2 separate regions of the Arabidopsis thaliana genome follow, and region 2 is linked to region 1. A link is a contact called in public capture Hi-C data. All regions are on one chromosome and are shown on one strand. Each heading gives the region's core, a stretch centred on a gene start, on an enhancer-like site or on the middle of the called end of the contact. The rest is flanking DNA. Distances are from core to core; before and after follow the strand shown. Region 1 holds the start of AT3G09970 (Calcineurin-like metallo-phosphoesterase superfamily protein). Region 2 holds the start of AT3G10180 (P-loop containing nucleoside triphosphate hydrolases superfamily protein).

Region 1 (5,024 bases), core at 2,057-4,556:
AGAAGTCCGTATTCCGAGAGAAGCAAATCCAATCTCCACTCTTCCATCTCTTCATAATCCTCCTTTGTGTATCTTGGGTAATGCAACGGCATCTTAAACCCACTGCTTGGGGCCTTTACGGCACCGTTTTTGTCAAGATTCTCCACACTTTCTTGATTTTTGGCATGGTTCAGAAAGTTAAGAAGCCAACCCCCCTTCCCCATCTCTCTCTCTCGTTTTTTTTGGTTTATGATCGATTGTGTTGCTTGTGTGCTTATATATAGAGATTACGGTGAGATTACGTGAAGAAACGGAAATGACACATTACATGAATTAAAGGGTACAATTTTAATCCACATTAATTATACCATTTATATAAGCCACCTCATGAGTTCGATTAAAGAAGCAACAAGGGGAATGAATTGGGTTTTAATCATTGAAGATATTTATCGTAATTAAGAACAATACCACAAAGGGGAAGAGCTTTTATCAAAAGAAAAGATGATGTGTGTATAAAATTGGTAAGTTAGTAACGTTTGGTGAAGAGCACATTATTTTAGCCATGAATGGAATTGCGTGAGTAAGTTAATTAAGAAGGAGATGTACGTAATTATGAATTTATAATCACGATTCACGAATATTATTACTGCAGTCTGGCTGTATATACGTCACCGTCTCATTCAATTATACCATGTTACTTTCCGTTTAAGAATGAATATTATATTTTTGCCCAAAGAAAAAGAATGTATATTATTTACACAAACCAGAAAACGTAAGAGAATTAATGAATTAGGGACGTGAAGAAACTAGTAAGCATATCAATATATCATGAAGAAAAATTTCTGTTGGCGTTTTAAAAAAAAAAGTTATGCCTCAAAAGTCAGTCCAATGTTTTCCACATGCTATGCTCTGGGCAAGTATATATTCTTTGAACCACCATCGAAATAAGTAATAAAAATTTGAGATAAAATATTTAAAAATACTTCCGGTGTCAGGAAATTGACTTATATAAATTGTAGTTTATAAGAATTTTTAAAATGGAGTTGGTTTAATTACCACATGTTGCCATGGATTAATTGATTCCTCCTAAAACTTTATGTTAATTACCACATGCACTACGAAAGTACAAATTAATTGATATCTTATTACAGTTAAAAAGCCAGCTAATATCATCATCCCAGTTTTTTCCGCTATAAGAAAATTAATCCGTTTTATACTCCACACAACACAACAATATCCAAAACATGTTTATGTCAAAAAGAGCAATTACAGAATAATAATTACACGAGAGAATCAAGAAGAGCGATTGAGAGAATTGAAGAATTGTATGATGCTGTAATAGTAATGTGAATAATAATTAGTCTTTTTTTTCTTATGAAATAATGAAGAAAAGTCATTGAGTACATAGGAATTTGACCGTACGATCTGAAATGTTTACACGCGAAGATTTCGACGGTTGCGATGAAGTACCTTATGTAATCATAACCATTGAAACAGTTGACTTTTGTTGACAAAACTATCAAACATCATCGAATCAAATAATGCTTAGAATTATTGATTGCATTGCAAGAAACAAGACTAATGATGACCCAAAAACCACGAACTGTGATCTGCGTCGGAGACATCCATGGAAACATATCAAAGCTCAATAAACTCTGGCTTAATCTTCAATCCGATATCCAAAACTCAGATTTCAGCTCAGCTCTCGTCATCTTCCTCGGCGACTACTGCGATCGTGGACCGGAGACTCGAAAAGTCATCGACTTCTTGATCTCTTTGCCGGAGAAACATCCCGATCAGACCCATGTCTTTCTTGCCGGAAACCACGACTTTGCTTTTGCTGGCTTCTTGGGTTTGTTACCTCGCCCTTCAGATGGGTCTGAGTTTAAGGAAACGTGGAAAGAGTACTCAAAAAGTGAGGAGAGAGAAGGATGGTATAAAGGTGAAGGGTTTGAGAATATGCATCTCCAAAGCAGGAGATGGGCGGGAAAGATTAGGGTTCAGTTCGATTATTCCGCATATGGAGTGTTGTATAATGGATCAATATACGATGCGGCGTCTACTTTTGAATCTTATGGCGTTCCTCATGGATCTTCTGGTGACATTCTCCATTGATTCTTCTTTCTGGTTATAGTTTATGATTAGACGTTTGTCTTTGTCGGAAACTGTAAATATAGGTCAAGTGATCGATCATGTAATTGGTGATCAGTCAAATAAGTAATGATTGGATCTTTGGTTAACCAAAAATATAATTGAATCTTTCTCGATTTGGAGTTTTCATGTTCTCATCTCTGTACTAGTGAAATTATGAAATTTTATAACTGTTTTGAATCTATTGGTATTGGTTTTGAAACTTGTTTGTTTTCTTTTCCTTGATAGATTTGATAAAGGCAGTACCTGAGAGTCACAAGAAATTCTTGACCAATATGGTTTGGGTACATAAAGAGGTAAGGGCTTTTCTCCTACCATGTGACGTTTCTTAGGAACAAATGTTGAGTTGTTATAAAGCAAATACTTTTTGTCTAAGAAAGCATAAGCTAAATTTGTAGGAAAATGTACATGTAGTAATAGTTATCATATTGTTGATACTATTGTAGGATGATGTTTGTATAGAAACAGAGGAAGGCCTTACGCATTGTAAGTTGATTGCCGTACATGCTGGTCTAGAGACAAAGAATAACGTAGAAGAACAGCTTAAACTATTGAGAGATAAAGACACAAGCATCCCAAGAATACAACCTCTAACTGGTCGGAAAACCGTTTGGGGGATCCCACAGGTAAAAAAAACATTGAAAGAACCAAACTTTGTATTAAGATCTTGCTCTCTTTTGAAATCTCTTTGTATGACTTTGTTTGCTCTGGAACATACTCTGTAGGAACTGGATGATAAAAAGACTATTGTTGTTAGCGGCCACCATGGGAAACTTCACATCGATGGCTTGAGATTGATCATCGATGAAGGTGGTGGATATACCGATACACCTTTGGCTGCAATTGTTCTTCCTTCTAAGAAGATTATCCGCGACACCGATAATTTTTCCAATTAAGTATATCATGTCTTCATATTAAAATTGAAACTTCTAGTAGTTTTTGTGATTGTTCTGTTGTTACTTTTTAATTAGTGTTTCGGTCTTTTCCGCTACTTGTATAACTTGATAATTTTTTTCCAAAATTAGAAAATGGTATAACTACTTAACACTGTTATGAAAAAAAATTTTGAAACTTGTAAATTCTTTTGCATGTTGTTAGCTTATGAACCACCAACTTAGAAAGGAGATAAGAAGAAGCTAAGAAAAACTAGACGACCAAAAAAACATGTTATTATTTCGAAATAATATATATAGCCAAAGGCCCATGAAGCCCACAAGTACATTATCATCATTTCAAGAAACAGAGAGAGACTAATGGCGCAAAAACCACGAACGGTGATCTGCGTCGGAGACATCCATGGATACATATCAAAGCTCAATAACCTCTGGCTTAATCTCCAATCTGCCATCGACCCATCAGATTTCAGCTCAGCTCTCGTCATATTCCTTGGCGATTACTGCGATCGTGGACCGGAGACTCGAAAAGTCATCGATTTCTTAATCTCTCTGCCGGAGAAACATCCCGATCAAACTCATGTCTTTCTCGCCGGGAACCATGACTTTGCCTTCTCTGGGTTCTTAGGTTTGTTGCCTCGTCCTTCAGATGGATCTGATTTGAAGGATACGTGGAAGGAGTACTCAAAAAGTGAGGAGACAGAAGGATGGTATACAGGTGAAGGGTTCGAAGATATGCATCTTCAAGGTAGAAGATGGGCTGGTAAAATTAAGGCTACGTTCAATTCTGTGAAAGGGATGGCTTATAAAGGATCGATTTACGATGCTGGATCGACTTTTGAATCTTATGGCGTTCCACATGGATCTTCTGGTAAATTTCTCAATCATTGTGTTTTGGGTTCTTCATAGGTTTTAATTTGTTATTACATTTGGTGGAAACTTGTAAGCTGGTTGAAGTTGTTTGTGAAATTTGGTTATTTAAGCTGCGATTGAATCTGTACACACTTCTATTCTCTCGTACAAGTCATTCTTGTGAATTTGGTGGTCATGCAACGATTGGATCTGTTCACATTTCAATATAGAGCTACGTGGTTGGCTAAAGTTTGAATCTTTCTCGATTTGGAGTTTACATGTTCTCATGAGTCTCATCTTTGTGCTGATGAAATGATGACATTTTAATACTTGTTTGTTATCTATTCCGTTGATAGATTTGATGAAGGCAGTACCTGAGAGTCACAAGAAGTTCTTGACCAATATGGTATGGGTTCATGAAGAGGTACGGGCTCTTTTCTCCTACCGTGCTACCCTGTGATGTTTGTAGGAATAGTAGTTTAGTGGTTACAAAACTCGAACTTTAGACTTACGGATTAATCTCTTGCAACCCCTTAGATGGTAACATCCATGCTAATTCCAACAAAGGAGCTATCATAAGTCCACTTGGTTATTCTGTTGCAGGACGATGTTTGTATAGAAACAGAGGAAGGGCTTAAGCATTGTAAGTTGATCGCCGTACATGCTGGTTTAGAGAAAGGGAATAACGTAGAAGAACAACTGAAGCTTTTGAGAGCTAAAGACACTAGCATCTCAAAAATACAACATCTAAGTGGTAGGAAAAACGTTTGGGACATCCCACAGGTAAGGCATCGAAAGAATCAAACTTTGTGTTAAGATCTTCCTTAGTTTTTGAAATCTCTTTCTCTGAAACATTCTTCAGGAGCTGGATGATAAACATACTGTTGTTGTTAGCGGGCACCATGGAAAACTTCACATCGATGGTATGAGATTGATCATCGATGAAGGCGGTGGATTCCCGGATAAACCAGTGGCAGCAATTGTTCTTCCTTCCAAGAAGATTATCCGTGACACCGATAATTTGTCTAGTTAAGTTTTTCTCATCTACTATTGTACCAAAGTCAATTTTGATTTCAAAATAAATGTAGTAAGGTTTAGCACTAAATTGAATTTACTTTTCTTACAAAGAAAATAAATGGGCCTCTGAAA
Region 2 (5,169 bases), core at 2,291-4,790, 91 kb after region 1:
CTTAATTGATGGTTTCTTTCTGCTTGTCACATTCACTAATGCACATGGATCTGGAAGTACAGAATCTTCAAGGGTTCCCTCGATACTATCTTCATCTTCCTCGTTAATGTTATATAAAGGTTCATTTACTAGTTCTGAAAATGGAAGTAGTGGACCAGTCTCACGCTCGGATCTTGCAGATTCAAGAGAGGATCCCCTTGACAAAACATTAGACTGATCCTGATACGAAAGAAACAAAGTATATTTATGGCTGCCAAAGTCAACATTTTTCTCATGTGTTTTTCTTCATTTATGCAACATTCACCTCTGATGTGGAGTCTCGTGAAAGCTTACCAATACACCATGTATCCCTCCTTTTTCCCTGCAAACAAACAACATATCAAATCTAAGAAGAGATGGGAAAAAAATGTGACAAAGATACTTAATTAATTCACTTAACAGTGTCATACTAATGTCATCGCCAACAAGAGTATTCAACAACGAGATGCTGAGATCATTCTAATTAAACTAGGCGAGAATTAGGTTACAAGTCGCATAGCATATCTTGTTCCACTACATATCAAATGTTTATCCTCTTTCCACTATGGTTCCGTAATTTGAAGTTTAGCGATAAATGCTAGCACCTGGCCATGCTGTTATAAACTCTCAAGTTATCGAAAAGTAAATTGATGGAAGAAACAGGAAAAACCTTCTTAAAGTGATCCTGCTCACGCTTCTCATCTCTATTCGAAAGAAGAACCATTGAACTCAAGTTCTTGATTTTTTTGGCTTGCTCCTGCAAAACTCTTTCCCTCTGAGCTTGTGCCTTCTTCTCCTCTTCTAACTCAAGTGCTATTCGCTCTCTCTCTAATTCAGACTGCAGAAAAACAGGATATAAGGATATATCAGAAACGTATGAAAGAATAAACAACTAAGTAATAAAGAAAAAATGACATACCTTCAACAAGGTGTTACGCAAGTTAAGAATCTCTTCTTCTGAATGGTCAGAGTGAGAAGTCTGCGATAGAATAGCTGATATTTATTAACCCACTATATAAACTTGAGATAACTTTTAAGAAAATAATACTGAAAACGATCAAGAAACCTTTAGTTTGGATCTGAGCTCCTCTATCTCCTTCTTCTGGCGCTTTAATAGAGCAGCATCAGTCAAAATCTGTATTGAAAAGTGGAAAAACAAGAATGGATGGATAATTAGTTTTTAAGAAAATGCTTCTAACATACTTAATTAGAAAGCATGTTAAGATAGAGAGAATATGTGCAAAATGATTCGGATCCAACCTCATTGACATGGGCACAGTTAGTGACACGCAGTGCTCGGCTAGCGAACTGAAGACTGCTCTTGGTTTCATCTGCATGAATCTAACATCAAAACGAAGATTAATATTGTTAATCACACCAAAGGAAACGAATATTAACATTGTTAATCGCACCAAAGCAAACAAAGAGAAAATAAAGATTGTTATTGGTTTCATCTGCCTCGCTTATCCTGATTATATTATTGGTGATTAATACATACCGGTGCAAGTGTGATATTGCATATAATAGCTGTGTTGGCATTCCCACCTAAGGCAGGCTGCAAGATCCTTGTAAGCTTGCTGTCTCGGTACGGGACATGACCACTGACTCAACCAAATAAAAGGCCAATAAGATTAGACACTTAATGCTTATGTACCATATGCTTCGTTCCCTAACAAAACTGACAAGAAAAACCTACCCTTGAGTTTCTACTCCTTCACTCAGTTTTTTTATGACAGTCCCGAGTGTCATCAAGCTTTTGTTTATATGTGAGCCCTCCTTCAACCTAACACCCTCTGCACCGGTTTTTGCAGCCCGTTCTGAACCAGCTAGATCCACCAAATTCTACAAATGGTAAGAAAGAAGAAAGCTGAAAAAGAAAATAATACGTTGCATATAAGGGAACAAAAACACTAGTTCCAATGGAATAATACCAGAACAGAAACACGAACTGCATCACAGGAATTTCCAACACCTTCATCTTGCATCTTCTGTCTACTTTCTATAATCTGTTTAATAAAAAAGCTGGCGAGTTAAAAATCAACTTACATTAAACTAAGCACTAAGGTTGAGTATACATATTTACCATGCGAAAAATAGTGTGAGATCTGCTACTGTAAAGATTCATATTTGTCTCCCCAATATGCCGATGAGCTGAAATTATATTTCCAAAGACAAAAGAATATCCATCAACTAAATCAATATTAGCGAAACCAAGATTGGAGACAGAAGATTAAAACCAGGAGATGCTATACAAATGCATGTGCACAGGTGAAGAAAACACAAGAATTGTGTTTAAAACAAACAAAATAAAGAAAATAATGAGAAGAAAACAGAAAGTACATTCTCCAAATTCCATCATTTCAAGGACTTGTTGAGGGGAAGCGACAATCTCTTCTCGTAATCCAGCAACAAATATTCCTTTCTATAACATTAAGATTGGTAAGCACATCAGAATCGCTAGAGAATTTGGTTACAGGGGATTCTAAGAAGACATACAATAAGTACCTCTAGATTTTCATGAATCTGTAGTTTTCTGTGCTCAGGGGCCAGCAAATCGTTAATATCTTCATTATAAATCTCCAGGTACGACATACGCAACAGAAACTCTCTACTTGCATCCTAAGGGGATAGAGCAAAAAGAAAAACAGTTGTTCCTCAAATCAATACCTTCCCACAAAGAACACCAAAACTAGAAAAATCCAATTCACAACAACTAATGCTAAGAATGTAAAGGGATGAACCTGATATATAGTGTCAAACAAATCATGTACAGCGAGAGGAATAACTCCAGGTTCAATAGGTGAGCCTCGCATTGTATGCGTCTTGCCACTGTTAGTTTGCCCGTAAGCAAATACGGTTCCTTCAATCGAGCAGATATCATTAGCCAAAAACGAAAAACTCAGTACCCTTGAAACCCAAAAAAAGGAGCAAGGGAGATTCAAATCAAAAGAACCCCAAATTATCAAAATTGAAGCAACAATTCGAAAAGGGCTAAGTAAATCAGCTAAACCCATTAGTAGAATTGCTGCATTTTACCGTTGAATCCACGAACAGCGGCAGAAACAATCTCCTTCGTCCGCGCCTCATACACTTGGACAGTTTTACAATCTTCTCTAAAAATTCGATCTGTTATTGTAGGAAAATAGAGAGAGCTTGGGTATGAAAATTGCAAGCAGGAGAAGAAAATGGATAGAGAAGTGAGAAGGGAATTGAGAAAAAGAGTACCAAATTCAAAAGCGAGAGAAGAGTGATTGGGCATGAAAATTGAGTCGGAAGAGATCTTCCAGGGACTTGTCTTCGCGTCCTCCGACGAAAGCGGTCGCGCTCTGACTGAGACATGGATTCTCTCCATTCTCCGATAATCTTCTCCGGCGAACAAAGTAAGACCTAAAATATCTCTTTCTCAGGTGTTCGAAATTAGTTTTCCCTCCCTCTCAAAATCTAGTTTACCTTAAAAAAAAATCGAATTTCAAAAACCGTATCGAACCGGTTAGTTAATACACCAGACAATCGCGCTTCCCCAACCAAACTATTTTAAAATACTACGCCTTGTTGAAGTTTGAACTATGATTATGATAAATTGTAATTTCATTAATGTTTCAAAGTTTGGATATTTGTTCAAGTGTAATAATGTACGTCTCAGAAAGAAAAGAAAAGAAAAACAAGGTTTGGATAAATCTAACTTCTAACCAAAGCATATGAATATGTTTGTAATTGTTTAATTAGTATGATTGAGGATTATGAATCGATAAACTTTAGAATACATATATTCAATGTTTGCATATAATTTATCCAAAAAAAGATCCTTGAAACACGTAACTAAAGACAACTAAAACTCGTACTTTTCGGTTAATCTAACTAAGTACAGTTACACTAAAAAAATAAATGAAATAACGATAAAGTTAAAGTTGAGTAGGAAACTTCCAGGAAATTGCCAATAGGTAAACTCTCACACTTATCACTCCCCCCATTTATATATGTCTTCACTTTCTCCATCAAATCATTAAATTCACACTATGAAACTCGCCAAACTAATTCCAAAACGTTTCTTCATCAGATCCAAAGATCGTTCCACTGTCTCTAAGTCCCCCACGGCTTTTTCCTTCGGATCCGCTTCCTCATCTTCCGGCCAAGACTGTAAAAACTCCGGTGGTGATGGCGGTGGCGGTTCCGTTACCCCGACTAGCATTCTCCCGGAGGTTCCTTCTCCTTATTCCTACGTCGAGATTCTCCAAGCGTTTAAGTTGATAGACAGAGACAACGACGGAGCTGTCTCTAGACACGATCTTGAGTCGTTACTTAGCCGGCTAGGTCCTGATCCTTTGACGGAGGAGGAGATCAACGTTATGCTTAAAGAGGTGGACTGCGACGGCGACGGTACGATCCGTCTTGAAGAGCTTGCGAGTCGTGTAGTCTCTTTAGATCCGGCTCGTGACTCGACTGAGCTGAAGGAGACTTTCGAGTTCTTTGACGCGGATCGTGACGGTTTGATCTCGGCTGATGAGCTTCTACGAGTTTTCTCGACCATCGGAGATGAACGGTGCACGTTAGATGATTGTAAGCGTATGATAGCAGATGTTGATGAGGACGGTGATGGTTTTGTGTGCTTCACTGAGTTCTCACGAATGATGGATCTCCAGCGTTGATCTTCCCTTTTCTTTTTTTTCAAAGTTTTTTTTTTCTTGTTTTTGCTATGCCTATGAAGCTCTTTTTGCCCTTGTTCTAGGGTTACGAGTATCTTTTGTTTTCTTGGGAATTAGTGTTTTTTTTAAGCTGAATAAGCTGTAGTTCTAACGAAGAAAAGATGAAATTTTGAGTATGAAGTAATTAATAATAAAGATTCTGATATAATCCATTCTTAAATTAAATAAATTGCATAAAGATGCATTTAGATTTGAGAATTTACTCAGTTTGCAGCTTTTTCAGTCAAAATTCATTTATACCATTAATGCTAGGACATGTGAGGCACAATAATTTTTCCATTAAATTGTGAAAGAAAAACAATGGTCTAATTTGTCAGATTCCTCAAAAGGCATGTTCTTAATTTCATTGCTCCTTTGAATATATAAGATTCTTGTACCATTTTCTATTTTCTTATATTCTACTGCCATTTTTGCAAAATGTTAGTATATAATATTTAGGTTTTAAAAA

The links. Capture Hi-C pulls out chosen DNA fragments and counts their contacts.
Region 2: a contact with region 1 is called in a capture Hi-C map of shoot, with 5 times the contacts expected there. The contact joins the promoter of AT3G10180 here to the promoter of AT3G09970 in region 1. A contact is called at or near these places in 1 of 26 Hi-C or Micro-C datasets (root) and 2 of 3 other capture datasets (seedling and shoot).

Annotation. Positions count from the first base shown.
Region 1 is chr3:3,060,430-3,065,453 of TAIR10.1, forward strand. AT3G09970 (Calcineurin-like metallo-phosphoesterase superfamily protein) reads left to right here and starts at 3,307. Exons shown (of 4, transcript NM_111832.3): 1 at 3,307-3,894; 2 at 4,232-4,299; 3 at 4,479-4,658; 4 at 4,738-5,024. The coding sequence starts at 3,384. The coding sequence ends at 4,908. It overlaps AT3G09960 (Calcineurin-like metallo-phosphoesterase superfamily protein), which reads left to right and starts at 1,516. Exons shown (of 4, transcript NM_111831.5): 1 at 1,516-2,077; 2 at 2,359-2,426; 3 at 2,577-2,756; 4 at 2,856-3,165. The coding sequence starts at 1,561. The coding sequence ends at 3,026. AT3G09950 reads right to left here and starts at 291. Exons shown (of 1, transcript NM_111830.4): 1 at 1-291. The coding sequence starts at 203.
Region 2 is chr3:3,151,275-3,156,443 of TAIR10.1, forward strand. AT3G10180 (P-loop containing nucleoside triphosphate hydrolases superfamily protein) reads right to left here and starts at 3,541. Exons shown (of 32, transcript NM_111853.4): 1 at 3,244-3,541; 2 at 3,055-3,144; 3 at 2,760-2,878; 4 at 2,524-2,637; 5 at 2,359-2,440; 6 at 2,102-2,169; 7 at 1,950-2,024; 8 at 1,715-1,860; 9 at 1,517-1,619; 10 at 1,279-1,359; 11 at 1,085-1,153; 12 at 938-997; 13 at 689-856; 14 at 305-361; 1 more. The coding sequence starts at 3,370. AT3G10190 (Calcium-binding EF-hand family protein) reads left to right here and starts at 3,949. Exons shown (of 1, transcript NM_111854.5): 1 at 3,949-4,913. The coding sequence starts at 4,035. The coding sequence ends at 4,664.